Linked DNA regions of Gossypium hirsutum: region 2 is linked to region 1. Evidence: chromatin contacts called from public Hi-C data. All regions are on one chromosome and are shown on one strand. The core of a region is the stretch at or near the end of the contact, and the rest is flanking DNA. Distances in the headings are between cores, read along the strand shown.

What was found. Hi-C and Micro-C count contacts between places; a contact is called where the count stands out from the background.
Region 2: a contact with region 1 is called in a Hi-C map of leaf, with 2.2 times the contacts expected there. The contact joins the enhancer-like site here to the promoter of LOC121230916 in region 1. A contact is called at or near these places in 5 of 34 Hi-C or Micro-C datasets (callus, hypocotyl and leaf).

Annotation. Positions count from the first base shown.
Region 1 is chrA01:22,858,695-22,865,781 of Gossypium_hirsutum_v2.1, forward strand. It overlaps LOC121230916, which reads left to right and starts at 3,142. Exons shown (of 7, transcript XM_041116465.1): 1 at 3,142-3,454; 2 at 3,582-4,193; 3 at 4,384-4,568; 4 at 4,725-4,963; 5 at 5,180-5,379; 6 at 5,627-5,752; 7 at 5,850-6,096. The coding sequence starts at 3,299. The coding sequence ends at 5,948. It overlaps LOC121202977 (zinc finger CCCH domain-containing protein 6), which reads right to left. Exons shown (of 4, transcript XM_041116467.1): 4 at 6,743-7,087. The coding sequence ends at 6,975.
Region 2 is chrA01:23,149,297-23,156,383 of Gossypium_hirsutum_v2.1, forward strand. It overlaps the pseudogene LOC107918004. Among protein-coding and RNA genes, the nearest start is that of LOC107918013, 120 kb to the left of the region's middle. Within about 2 kb of position 4,560, at least 6 of the 9 cell types and tissues checked have an H3K27ac peak or open chromatin away from gene starts, as enhancers often do. A contact at or near this core is called in leaf, where this site is marked.

The DNA.
Region 1 (7,087 bases), core at 1,892-4,391:
AATGAAATGAAAATATGAGAAATGTATATGAATTATGTGATTTGTGATAGTATTTGGCTATGAAACATATGTATTTTATGTTGTTTATATGCTTTAAATGATAAGTTTATTTGTATATGGCTTACTAAGCTTTTGAAAGCTTACTTTGTGTGTTTCTCAATTGTTTTATAGATATCGTAGCTACCGGGAGCTCGGGGATCTTCGAGGATCATCACCACACTATCCAACTCTATTTTGGTACATTTTGAAAGTGTAAATATGGGAGTATGGCTTGTATAGGCTAGAAGTAGTTGAATATGTATTGTGAAGTGTATATATCTAGCCATGTGATTTGGCTTGGTTTTAGTTGTGTATATAAATGAGTTTTTGGTATGAATTATGTGATGTAATATTATCTATGTGAAGTGTTTTGGATAGTCAAGAGAGTTGGTCAATTTGGTAAGTTTTTGGAATGTGCTTAGTATGGAATTTGGTAATGTTTTGGCATGATTTGACTATATGATTAGAGATTATGAAATCATATGTTTTGGTATGACTTTGACTTATGGGATGACATGTTTTGGTATATATTACAAGCATTAATTTGTTGTCAAAGATATGGCATGAATGATGAATGTTTTGTGATTGAAATTGGTTGTGAAATAGATGAACATTTGGTATGCAATTGATGCTTATTTGTTTCTTTTAGGGAGGACCCTTAATCGGTGACATTTTGGCCTTGTAAATGGCCTATTTTTGCCCACACGGGCAGGGACACGGGCGTGTGTCTTAGCCGTGTTGCTCGAGGGCCATTTCAAAAAAAGCTTGGGCAGACCACACTGTCGCACACACAGGCGTGTACTAGGCCGTGTGGCCAAGTCAATTTTGACCACGAGCTAGACCCACGGGTGTGTGACTGGTCGTGTGATCCAAGTTAGTAGCCTCCCTAATTTTCACACAGCCTGGTACGCAGGCGTGTCTTGTGGCTGTGTGGACAAGTCAGTATGTATGCCTTGTTTTGACACGGCCTAGACACACAGGCATGTATAAAGCCGTGTAAGGCACACGGCCTGTTCACACGGGCATGTAACCTGTACAACTTTGAAAAATGTTTAAGTTTTGAAAAATTTTGTATGAGCTCAGTTTAGTCCCAACCCTTTTCTAATGCATGTTTAAGGTCTGATGACCTATATAAGGGACTCTATGGTAATGTTTGATTATGATGATGTTTATGAATTATTCATAAAATGTTCCGATTCGTCAAGTAACGCCTTTAACCTTAGTTCGGCTATAGATACGGGTTAGAGGTGTTATAGAAAAAAGTTAATTTTGGAAAGAGTTGTGCATTTCTTAATCACATTAAGAATGATTCTTGTTCACCACATAATAATACCATGAAATCTTGTGTGGATTTGATGAAGAAATCTGGGCATATTGGCAAAGTAATGCATCAATAAAGTTTACAACAAGGTTTGCATAATAGATTTTGAGTTAAGACTTCTATAGATTGTATGTAATGACTTGCATTTCAAGCTTGTGCTTTTAGAGGTTATGATGAGACACTTGATTGTAAGAAGATTCGTAGAGATATTGGAAACTCAAAATTTTGCATCATTGTTAATGAAGCTCGTGATGAATCGAAAAGAGAACAAATGACTCTTGTTTTGAGATTTGTTGATAGAGATGGCTTTATTAGGGAGCATTTCTTCGACCTTACTTATGTTAAAGATACATCATCATTAACTCTTAAGAATGAAATATGTGTTATTCTCTCTCGTAATAGTCTTGATGTTCAGAATATTTGTGGTTAAGGTTACAATGGGACTAGTAATATGCGCGGGGAATGGAAAGGATTGCAAGCATTATTTCTCAATGATTTTCCTTCAGTTTATTATGTGCATTGTTTAGCTCATTGCCTACAATTGGCTTTTATTACTACATCTAGAAAGGTACATTATGTTCATGAGTTTTTTAATAATTTAAGTTTCATTATCAATTTTGTTGATGCCTCTTGCAAATGTTATGAAAAAATACATGCTGCCAAAGAAGCTAAAATTGCAAGCATGTTAGTTATTAATGAGCTTAGGACTGGAAAAAAGTGCAAATCAAATTTTAAAACAAGCTAGAGATACTCATTGAGGTTCTCATTTTTATTCTATATGCAGTCTTATAACAATTTTTTATGCAACTTATTCTGTGCTTAAAAATATTAAAGTTGAATGATCTACTTATTCTCAATGAGGGGATGCTAGTATTGCATACAAGTTAATTCAATCATTTGAGTTCATTTTTATTTTGCATTTGATGAAAGAGACCATGGGCATTATTGATATACTACGCCAAGCTTTGCAACAAAAATCTCAAAGCATTTTAAATGCCATGAATTTGGTTTCAAGTACAAAGATGTTCATTCAGAATTTAAGAGAAAATGGTGGACTAGTTTGCTTATAGATGTGTTGTCATTTTTGTGAAAAACGTGATTTGAGTGTTCCTAATTTTGAATGAACAATATTTTGAAAGTAGACGTTAACAACACCAACAAAGTTAGATAAGAAAAGAACACCATTATCATTTTGACATATTCAATGAAGTAATTGGTTTTGAGTTGCAAAAGTTGAATAACAATGGCTTAGGCTTATTTTGCAATCCTCAGTATGGAAGGTCTTTAATCACTTGTATATTTTTTTTTTGAAGATTTAATTATACTTAAACTTAGATTTAGTCACATTTTTTGTATTTTACTGTAACACCATTAAAAATTGATCACATGATACTAGCAGTCAATCACATTATAATAAGTAACAACTCTTCTCATGATACGTAATAAACATAAATTAAAATTAAAAAATTAAAAAATATAAATTAATAAAAAAGTAAAAAAAAAAACATTTTCCCGTTAAGAATAAATCTAGAGAATGGTTGTTTATATTTAGATATGTTTTTTTAGTAATTTTATTTTAACGGTGTATCCTTCACTTTATTTTTGTCTAACAAATTAATTAATATATTATAGATTTTGTATTTTTATACCATGCACAATTTTTCTTTCGAATGATGGTATTTGCTGACCTTAATAAATATTATTCTTTTTTATAATATTTACATTATTTTCATAAAAAATAAAAATATTTATACATATAAAGTAAGAACATTTCACAGAAAGATTGAATAAAAACGGTGCGCTTTAGGTCCTTTTGAGTTATTTGGCGCTGAATGGCCTTTCGGAGAGACGAAAAGCCACTCCAAGTATCCTGAATCTCCCAGAAACCAATCCCATTAAAAAGAAAAAATCCTTTTTGAGTTATTTTCTTTTGCAACAATGGGAGCATCATCTTCGACGGAGCAGCCGGTATCGGCGGAGCAACGGGAGTTGGAAAACATCGCCGCTTCAACGGGAGCTCTTCCTTTGCTTCAAAAATCCTTCTCAAACCTCTCTGACCCTCAAACCAACGCAATCTCCATCCAAGCACTTCAGGTAATCTTAATTTATTCAACAATCTTCGTTAATTTCATCCATTCACTTCATTTCATAATAGATAATACCCTTTCTTTCTTTTTTCTTTTTCTTTTTCTTTTTCTTTTTCTTTTTACATTGGTTCCAGCAATGTTTTCATTTATGTTACGAAGACCCAGTTTGCGAATCACAGCAAAAGCCAGAGTCTTTCCCTAGGTTGTTGGATCACTTGGGATCATCGATTGTAGACTTATTTTTCTTGTCTGAAAAAGGTGGCATAAATTGGTTAGGGTTTCTAGGTGGTTACATGAAGTGCTGTGGGAGAATGTCTACATCAATGTCTCTTAATATATTGTTGAGAATATTTGCTATGGCAGTGAAAAAGTTGGGGCTTTCTTCGAATTTGGAGTTCGAACCGGATGCTGCTGATTGCAAGATCAATGGGTCTTTAGTACCCTCTGATCTGCTTCTTCTTCTTTGGATGTGTTGGGCTATGTTGTGGAATGTTAGGACCTTGAAATCTTCTGAAAGGAAAGGGAATCTATTATTGCCTGCTATTAATCATTTGGTGTTGTCTGCTGTTGTTGCATGTGCTGAAGTTGATAGCAGCTTTGATTTATGGAATTGTGATATAGTAGGCTTGGATGTTCAACTTCCCGTTGGAAAGTTTCTTAATTGGGCAATAACCACGGCGCCAACACTTTCAGACTGCCTTACACAATATGTTAATAGAAGACTTCAAATCTCGGTTCTTGCGGAGGTGCTGTATTTCAATTCATTGTAAGACCTGAACAAAATTGTTCGGTTGTTCAGTGTCTGCTTGTGTATGTGTTTACCTGACATCTAATATGTATTTTCTTTTGCATATTTGATGTGCCATTATTATGAGAATATCCATTGATTCAATTGTGAGAATCACTAGTTAGGTATTTTTGCTTGATGAATTGCAGGATGAAGCAGGATCTTCAGAATCTATTTCAGGAGATATGTCTCCAAACGCATCTCAAGCTTTACTTTTAACACGTGGAAGGGCATGGGCGATTTCCCTTGCACCTAGAAGCACCATTACTGAAGAAATTTTGAAGTTATGCTTTTCTGCTGATATTGTTGGAACTGATGAAAATCTTCTTTATCGGTTTGTCATTTCCCCTTTGATGTTATGATCCATTAAGTGTCAATGCTCCTAGTAGTCTTTTCAAGATAAGAGTGCATCTTTTCTCCGGGTTTCCTTTAACCTGTGTTTGTAACTTAATAATTTTACGTATTTATTCGGTTGTTTGTGACTTTGTAGGTCCTCTACTCATGGAAAAGGCTTGAACAGATTCTGGTCGAATGTCGAAGGTTATCATGGTCCATTACTTGTTCTCATATCTGCTAATTCAGAAGATGCCTATCAGGATAATAACAAAGCCAGGAAATGGATCATAGGAGCACTTACACAGCAGGGTTTCGAAAATAAGGATACATTCTATGGAAGCTCGGGGAACCTATATGCTATAAGTCCGATCTTCCATGTATTTTCACCTTCAGGTATGTAATCAAACAAGAGGAAATATGCCAATGGTCAGATTTTGTCCGTCTTTTATTCCTTGGAGGGTGGAGGGGCCTGTGGAAGGGGGCAAGGGACATGCATAGAGGATGTTAGGATCCATTCCTTGCCTGGCCTATGTAATCAAGTTTCTGTTGGGCCATTTTCTTTTTCGGTGGATGACTTGGTGAATATAATTAATCATAAAATTTTAACAGGGAAAGAGAAGAACTATGTATACAGTCATTTGTACCCTACAGGAAGAGTTTATGAATCTCATCCAAAGCCAGTGGGAATTGCATTTGGAGGAACCACTACAAATGAGAGGATATTTATAGATGAGGATTTTGCAAAACTAACCGTTCGCCACCATGCAATGGACAAAACTTACCAACCTGGTTCCCTTATCCCAAACCAGGTGCATAGGATACAACTTTAATATCCAGTTCTCTTAATAAATGCAGAATCCTATGAACCTGTTATTTGATGCTACAGTGTGTAGTTTATACTACCAATTAGTCTTTTGTCTCTTCTAATCTGAACCCTCATGAGAATTTTAACTATCATGACCTGCTATATTTTTTCAACATGGAAAGGAACTGATATGAGGTTTTTCCTCGAGTGTCTGAAAGGTCGGTACTGAACTTTGAAATGATTTGGTGCAGGGATTCCTCCCAGTAGAAGCTTCGATAGCAGAAGTCGAAGTATGGGGACTTGGTGGTAAGACTGCAAAGGAAGTCCAGGATTCGTACAAGAAAAGAGAAGAACTTTTTACTGAGCAAAGAAGAAAGGTAACCAAAACCCTCTAAAAATTTAAGTCAATTTCAAACCGCCTGAAGTGTAAATGTTGAGTTGCAAGGCTTAAGCATGGGAGCTGCGTGTGTACAGGTTGACTTGAAAACATTTGCAACATGGGATGATTCGCCTGAGAAGATGATGATTGATATGATGGGTGATCCCAACAGAGTTCAGCGAGAAGATCGCTGAGCCATTCACTCCAACGTTAACCATCATTTAATACTATAGTTTTCTTGCTTTGGTAATAATAATAGGTTTGGCCATTAGTCATGTGGATCATCTGTAACTATTTCGAAGAGATACGTCAATGAGAAAACAATTTCTTCGTTCTGTTGCACATTGGTTGTATAAATTTTTAGTCTCTGAATTTTTAGTCTTTTCACGTTTAGTCTCAAAATTTGTTCGCTTTTTTTTTTTTTACTGAAATAATAATGTGATGCACTGATGCTTGAAATTGTGTTATTTCATCACATGAAATTTTTATGTAAAACAAACTAAATTTTCATGATGTGGTATTCTCATTTCACTGTGAAATTAAGAAAAGTTATGAGATTAATACGGATAAAAATATTAGATCAAATTGAAGAAAGTTATTAAATTTTGGAACTAATAAAGTTTTTTTAACCGCTTGGGGAAATTGGGGCCTCTTTCTATCGCTTTACTCGCCTATTCTGTGTATGCAACATACTGCGGGGGTTTGTCGCTGTTCCCTTCTTCGACAGTCGTCTTCCAAGATTCAAATAAAAAACGTAGTCTCCAACAACATTCACATTAATATACCGCTATTATAACAGAACATTTAAGGTATTCATATGTAGCCTATGGGGCAGCTCAATTGCTTTTTATCGCAGCAACTTGAAAATAAAATATGATTTTGGAACATTTTTAGGTGTATAATATTTATAAATTTAAGTGCATAACATCTTTTAAATAGTTTTAAGGAATATATATATTGTATATAAAATTATAAAAGCAGTACGTAATGAATTGAAGATGCGTTTGCATGTATGTTATATATAGGGGACTAACATTATCAAATTTGGATCAAAGCAAGGAAGAACAAGAAAACCACCAAAAAGAAACGCCGTCCCAGAAAATATATCCCCAAGTGATGGTAAGTAATTCATCAAATGGTGGACGGAAGACGCAAAAAATAAAAGGAAAAATCAAGGAAGGTGAAAGCTATAATTGAACTACTTGAAAAAACAAGGCATACTAGTATGTTTTCAACTGCCTATCTCTATCCATTTTCATTCTCTTTGCATTAGGGGCGTCGGGAATACTATTGCCCCTGTTCTGGGAGGATGTATCATGTTGGTACGTACAAT
Region 2 (7,087 bases), core at 3,310-5,809, 290 kb after region 1:
TTATTTAGCACATTGCCTAATCGTTGGTGGCAAATTGTGCTCCAATCAACAATACGCACTACCCCCGTAGCAATTGACTCATCAACTGATAGACTGAGTTGTAATGCTACATCCTCGAGTGTAATCTTACACTCACCACACGAAAGATGGAATGTGTGTGTCGGGTCTCTTTTTTTCCACCAAAGCACTGATAAGTGTGGGCTCCAATTTGGCCTTGCCGAGCATATGAGACACGTATAAGAAGCTTGCCTCTTCCAATTATTGTTTAATAACACATGGTGCTGTCACACTTAAATTGTGTATATTTGTTTCGGTAACCCGCTCTTCGTCCAGATTATATAAACATAAAATTTTTTTTAAAAAAAATTAATAACTTAATATTATTAATTAAAACAAAAATATAATAATATCTTTTTACTATTCGTAATTGGATATCAAAAAAATATGTTTGAGATCTAAACGAATTAGAGATGACATTTTAAAAATATTTAAGATGGTTAAAATCGAAAGAAGAAAATAGTTGAGAAAGTTGAGAGAATATGATTGAATGAAAAAAAAAATAAAAGTGTAAAAAGATATATATAGGAAAAAATTGTAGCCATTGAGGTTTTAGCTATTGGAGTTTTTTTTTCCAATAGCCCTTGATCCCAACAGTATTGTTGACGATCCAACGGTTAATATATATTTTTATTTTTAAGTAAATCAGACGGATGCTGCGTTGCAAAAATACACTCTAAAAAAAAAAAACTACTTAAAAATATTTTCAAACCGGATATGCCTGATTTTACCGTTATCCTTCCTAAAATACAAACAAACCAATCTTTTTAGTTGTGATATTAATTTATTTGAAATTTGAAACAGAAATGTGTTATTATATCCTGTTAATAGAATATTGGGTTAAGACGGAGTTTAGCTGAGATTTAACCTTCCTTGATGATGTGACTTTACACTCTATATGATATTGAAGTAACAAACTACGAAATAATGATATAACGAAGGTTGCAATTCCAGTGATATAACAAAAAAGATAGGGCAGTTGATTGTAATTAGTGCACTTTTTCGCCTTAAAATAAGCCCCTTTTTGTTTTACAGACTCAAACCTCCAACCAACCATTACCCTCTCTCTTAACCATTTACATTTAAATTTCGTCCCCGTTGAACGATCCTACACAATAACCAAGCTATTTTTCAAACCAAAACTCTGCTTTTTTGTGGGGTTTCCTTTGTTGTTGCCCCCACACCCTCATCATCATCTGAACCAGAAAAAACCAATTTTGAAACAAAAAAAAAAAACCAACAAACATTTAGAAATGAAGAAAGAGCTCTTCATCATCATCATCATCATCAATCTCTTCTCTCCATTCCCTTTATATAAAGCAAAAAAATAAAAAAGAAACCCATATTTTTTTCTTTTTCTTTTCTTGGTCCCTCATTTCTCAAATCTTAAGCTTTGGTTGATTGGCTTTGGTTGGCATTTCCTTCTTCAGTTTTTCCGAGGATTAGTAGAAAAGAGAGGGAAAAAAACGTTTAAGGGTAGGAGGAAATGGCGACAAGAGGGAGTAGATCAGAGAAGGTGAAGAGGATTTTTCAGCAATTCGATAACAACCGTGATGGGGGTCTTACAGAGATGAAATGGCAGCGTTGGTCGTCGCCGTTAACCCCAGAGTCAAATTCAGCGACGAACAAATCAACGCTATTCTCGACGAAGTCTTCCGGACCTACGGGGAGTTCATTGACGGCGAAAAGGGGTTAACTTATGACGGCTTGTTGAGAACTTATGACGATGGAGCCGGTGACGTTGACCGTGACTTCGATGCGCTGGGTCTCGAGCTCTATCCCGATGAAAACAAAGGCGCATCCATCGTCTCCGAAGCATCTTCTTCGTCGATTGCGGAAGAGAGAATAACGGAGTCACAGAGGAAGCAACGGACGACGGCGTGGGCCGGGTCACCGCATCACGAGATAGTTTTCGACGACACGTGGAAACTGGTGGACGAATTGGAGATCTTGTTGAAGAGATTGCAAGCAAAACAAGCAAAAACTGGGAAATTTAAAAGCGACAATTTTGATGCGTATTCGGATGCGGGGTGGTCGAGGGAACTAGGACCCTCTGCAGAGCTTTCAGAAAAAAGGGTATATTGGGAAGAAACGGGTCCTGATTATGGCATTTTTGTCAAGGAATTGGGAGCTTTAAGGAGTAGAGCCGATGGGGCAAGGTCAAGAGAAGAAGCATTTGATGGACAAATGGCTATTGGGAGGGTTTTATATGAGCATCAGTTGTTTAAAGAAGCTTTGATTAGTTTCAAAAGGTCTTGCGAATTGCAGCCAATGGATGTGAGGCCGCATTTTAGAGCTGGGAATTGTTTATATGTGTTAGGAAAGTACAAAGAAGCTAAAGAAGAGTTTTTGTTGGCTTTGGAAGCAGCTGAGGCAGGTGGGAATCAATGGGGTTATTTGCTTCCTCAAATTTATGTCAATCTTGGGATTGCTCTCGAAGGAGAAGGTATGGTTTTAAGTGCTTGTGAGTATTATAGAGAGGCTGCCATCCTTTGTCCCACGCATTTTAGAGCTTTGAAACTTTTGGGTAGTGCTCTTTTCGGGGTTGGGGAGTATAGGGCAGCTGCAAAGGCTTTAGAAGAGGCTATTTTCATGAAACCAGATTATGCTGATGCACATTGTGATTTGGGATCAGCTTTGCATGCTCTGGGTGAAGATGAGAGGGCAATTGAGGTTTTCCAGAAAGCTATTGACTTGAAACCTGGTCATGTTGATGCTTTATACAATCTAGGTGGGCTTTATATGGACTTGGGTAGGTTCCAGAGAGCTTCTGAAATGTACACTAGGGTTTTAGCGGTGTGGCCGAATCATTGGCGGGCACAGCTCAATAAGGCTGTTTCTTTGTTGGGAGCTGGAGAAACTGAAGAAGCTAAGAAAGCTTTGAAGGAGGCTTTGAAAATGACAAACAGGGTTGAATTACACGATGCCATTTACCATTTGAAACAGCTGCAGAAGAAGAAGGTAAAGAGTAAAGGTGGTGCCAATGGAGAAGGGGCTTTTGTAATAGTGGAGCCATCAAAATTCAAGACTGTTGGTGAGAAGACTACATTGAGGCAGGATTTAGGAAGTGCTATTCAAATTAGGGCTTTCCAGAGAATTACAAGATTGAGCCGTTGCAATGTAGATCTTTTGAAGAAGGAAATGAATGAAATTGATGTACCAGTCTCCTACTCTGGTGGCGGAGGTCCTCAGAAATCCATTCGTAAGCCTAATTTGGAAGGAATTCTACGCAGATTACTTCGTTTTCTAAAACCTGAAACCTTTCAAGGAGCTGTCAAAGCTATAAACGAGAGTATCCTCTCTGTCTTGGATGAAACAGGATCAGGCAGGGTGGACTTGGGCATTTTTTATGCTGTTCTTGCTCCCATTTGTAATGGACCTCCAAATAAACGAAAAAGGATTGCCTTTGATGCACTCTTATGGCGGCCAGTAAATGAGGGTAGTTCTCAGATTAGAAAGGTGGATGCTGTACAGTACATCAAATTGTTGAGGGCTATTTATGTTCCTTCTCATGGAATTAGTGAAATCCTGGAAGTTCATGGAGAAACAGATTCCTCAATGGTATCTTTCAATGAATTTCTTACCATGTTCGATGATCCTGATTGGGGATTTGGTATCATGTCCACTCTGTTGAAGTTAGAAAATGGAGATAGGAACCGTCATGGGCGCCGGGTTTGTGCAGTTTGCCGTTACCCAGTTATTGGTTCTCGCTTTAGGGAAGTGAAGTCTCATTTTAGTCTATGTAATCAATGCTACAGTGAGGGCAAAGTTCCCCCTAGCTTTAAACAGGATGAATATAAATTCAAAGAGTATGGAAGTGAAGCTGAAGCGATGAAAGATAAGTGCATGTACTTTACTTTGCAATCCTACAAATCTCCGTTACTAGTTGGTTTATAGTCATTTTACTCAGCATGTACCATTCCATTGTGTTATTTTAGTCATCTAGTGTGCATTGTGCAATATATAGTTTCATCCAAATGTGTTCAGTGGGCATCTTGCTCATGTACAATAAACCGTTTTCAAGCGCCCGGATTCTTAACAGTTGCTGTAGAGATCATTTTTTAACTGTTCAATGTATCATCATCTTCTGCTTTGTTTATGGTAATGTTGAATTTGTTTGGAGATATTCATTGTTAAATGAAGAAAGATGTTAGCTTATTCTTTGGGGTTGGGGGTGTTCTAAGAGTTTGATTCGTGTTCGTAGGCATACCATGGGATTTCAATATCTTGGTTTGTTTTACTTGGTCTGCTTAGTGACCAGGATAGTGGGGAGTCTCCAGGTTGTGAAAGTTGGGACCATGTGACTTGGCACCATCATTAGCTGGGACTTGCTGGATTACAGGTAACATGGTTGGTTGACTGACTTTATCTAAATTTACCCCAAATTTCCTCCCTTCCATTTCAATTAATCTTTGATCAGGGATCTGGAAATGATCAATCAAATACTGAGTGGGTCTTAATTGGATGGATAATGAGGTGAAATACTGAGGTCTGTATGACTGAATACGAGGTCAAACCAACCACGAAAATAATAATAGCCTTTTTGTTTGTTTCAGTCTGGGCATCCAAATGCATAATTCCAAAAACTGAATGCTTGGTTCCAGCTTTTTATCATGACGATCTCCACTAAGGAAATTTGTCACAAAGCACACAGATGGAAAGCCTTTGTACATTAAAACAGTCACATTGCACACATCAATAAGACAAAGTCATTAATATTTTATTTATTTCTATCCAAAACGTGTCTCAATGATCTCTTATAAAGCATATAACATGATTATATGAATAATTCTAAAATTTAATTATCAATATATCAAATTTTTTTATATGAACTAGAATTCATCGCACTTTGTGGATTAAAAAATATTTTTTAAAATAAGTTATATTTTTTTTAAAAAAATAAAGTAATAGTTTTTAAGTAAATAATTATTTTTAATACTATAATTTATTAAGATTCAAAAGGTTTAAATTTATCTATGCACATTCACGTTCAAAATATATAATTTAGAAAAAAAAAGAAGAAGAAGGAAGTTACGAAGAGTGAATAGCGTTTCAAATCAAAATTTAAAATTAAAGTATATAAAAATACCTTATTAAATTATTATTTAGGGGTTAATATATATAGTTGGACTTGAATTTGGCAATTAATTTTTGGTATCTAAATTTTTAGACTTAATTGGTATCTACATTTGAAAATTATAAATTAACTTGATACTTTTTTTTAGGTACATGATTAACACTATTAAAATATAATCACTCACCACCAATGTCATGGTGACATGTGGTAGTCTCGTATTTAAATATATATTTTTAATTTTTGCCACATGTCAAAATATGATATTGTCATATGGCATATGCTATTGGTAGTTAATGTCATATTTTAATGCTGTTCGTTAGGTACCTAAAAAATGTATCAAGTTAGTTTACGATTTTCAAGTTTAGATATCAAGTAAGTATAAGTTGCCAATTCAGGTACCTCCGAATATATTAATCCTATTATTTAAGGTAAATTATACTAGTAATCACTCAATTATTAGTCTTTTTTTTGTCACCTAACTATGAAAAGTTAAAAAATGATCACCCAACTTTTCGATTTTTTTTCTTTTTTAGTCACCAATCGTTAAATGGCTAATAAAAGTTAATGCAGTAGCTTTAGAAAATTGATATAATAATAACTTTAACTCTCAACATTTATCCACTGTGTCAATTTAATCTTAATTCTAAAAAATCAAACTCTCAATGTTTACACATGTAATTTGATCATTTTGTAGTTTTGCTTTTCTTTGTGACCCTTTTCGACATTATCCTTGCGTTTGATTCAATGAGCAACAAGAAACAAAACAACTCAAATTTTGAAAAAAAGGTGAAGCTAATTCAATTGCTTGAAAAAAAAATACCTGCTTCACTTATTCAATCCAATTGTAAGTCTAACAACTTTAAGAGAATAATTTTTTTAAGCTTTGATTTGCTTCATTAATGGCAGTCAACTCAAGCTAACAAAAAATAAATTAATTCATTGAGAGATATCAAGTTCTTAGTCATTTGAAGTATAAGGAAAGCAATGTATTTGAGGATTGTCTAGTTTAATAATAGATGAAGTTTTTCTAAAAAAATATTTTTGCTTTTATTTCTAGTTTACTCATTGTGTATTAAATTATATTTTCATGTAAAATATAGGATACAATTAAGAAATGTGTAAATATTGAGGGCTAAATTTTTAAAAATTAAGTAAATGTTGAAGGCTAAATTTGTTATTATGCCCATTTTAAAAATTGCCATGTCATCTTTCCATTACCAATTTAACAATGGATGGCTAAAAAAAGAAAAAGAAAATCAAATAATTGGATAACCATTTTGTAACTTTTCATAATTAGATGACTATTAATGTAATTTATCCTAAAATTTGGAAAATAAGGCCTTTAGGCTGTATTATTATTTTTATTTAGGCCTTTAGGTTGATTTTTATTTTAATTAGGGAAATAGGCCGGTTTTAGGAGAGAGAATGTGAAAGCGCGCCCAACTAGACGCCCTTTCCCACAACAGTAACTTTAATGACTTTTTAACTGTTGTTTGTGCCAAATGGTAAAAAAAATTAAAAATCATAACGGTTACTTTTTTAACCCTATAAATACCCCCTAAATTTCATTTTTTTTTCATTCATATCCTTCTTTTAAACTCTCTTAAGCTTTTTATTCAAATTTTATTTATATTTTTATTTAAAAATAATATATTTTTAATTATATCGTATTTTATTCGTTCGGATCAATTTCTCAAGAATGGACGCCTCTCTAATCCGTTTCGATGACAACCATATTTCTGCTGCCCAAATAGCAACAGTAATTGGTTATTTTTATATTTTCGTTATTTTTAATTATGTTAATTTTTTTCGATAAATCTAAATATTTTTTTAATGTTGTAAATAGGCGGACGATCGTGTGCTAGAGGCATTCATACATACTACAAGGGAGCCTTTGATTACTGAAATTCATGGGTACCTACAATAGGCTGGATTCTTATGTGCGTCTCACAG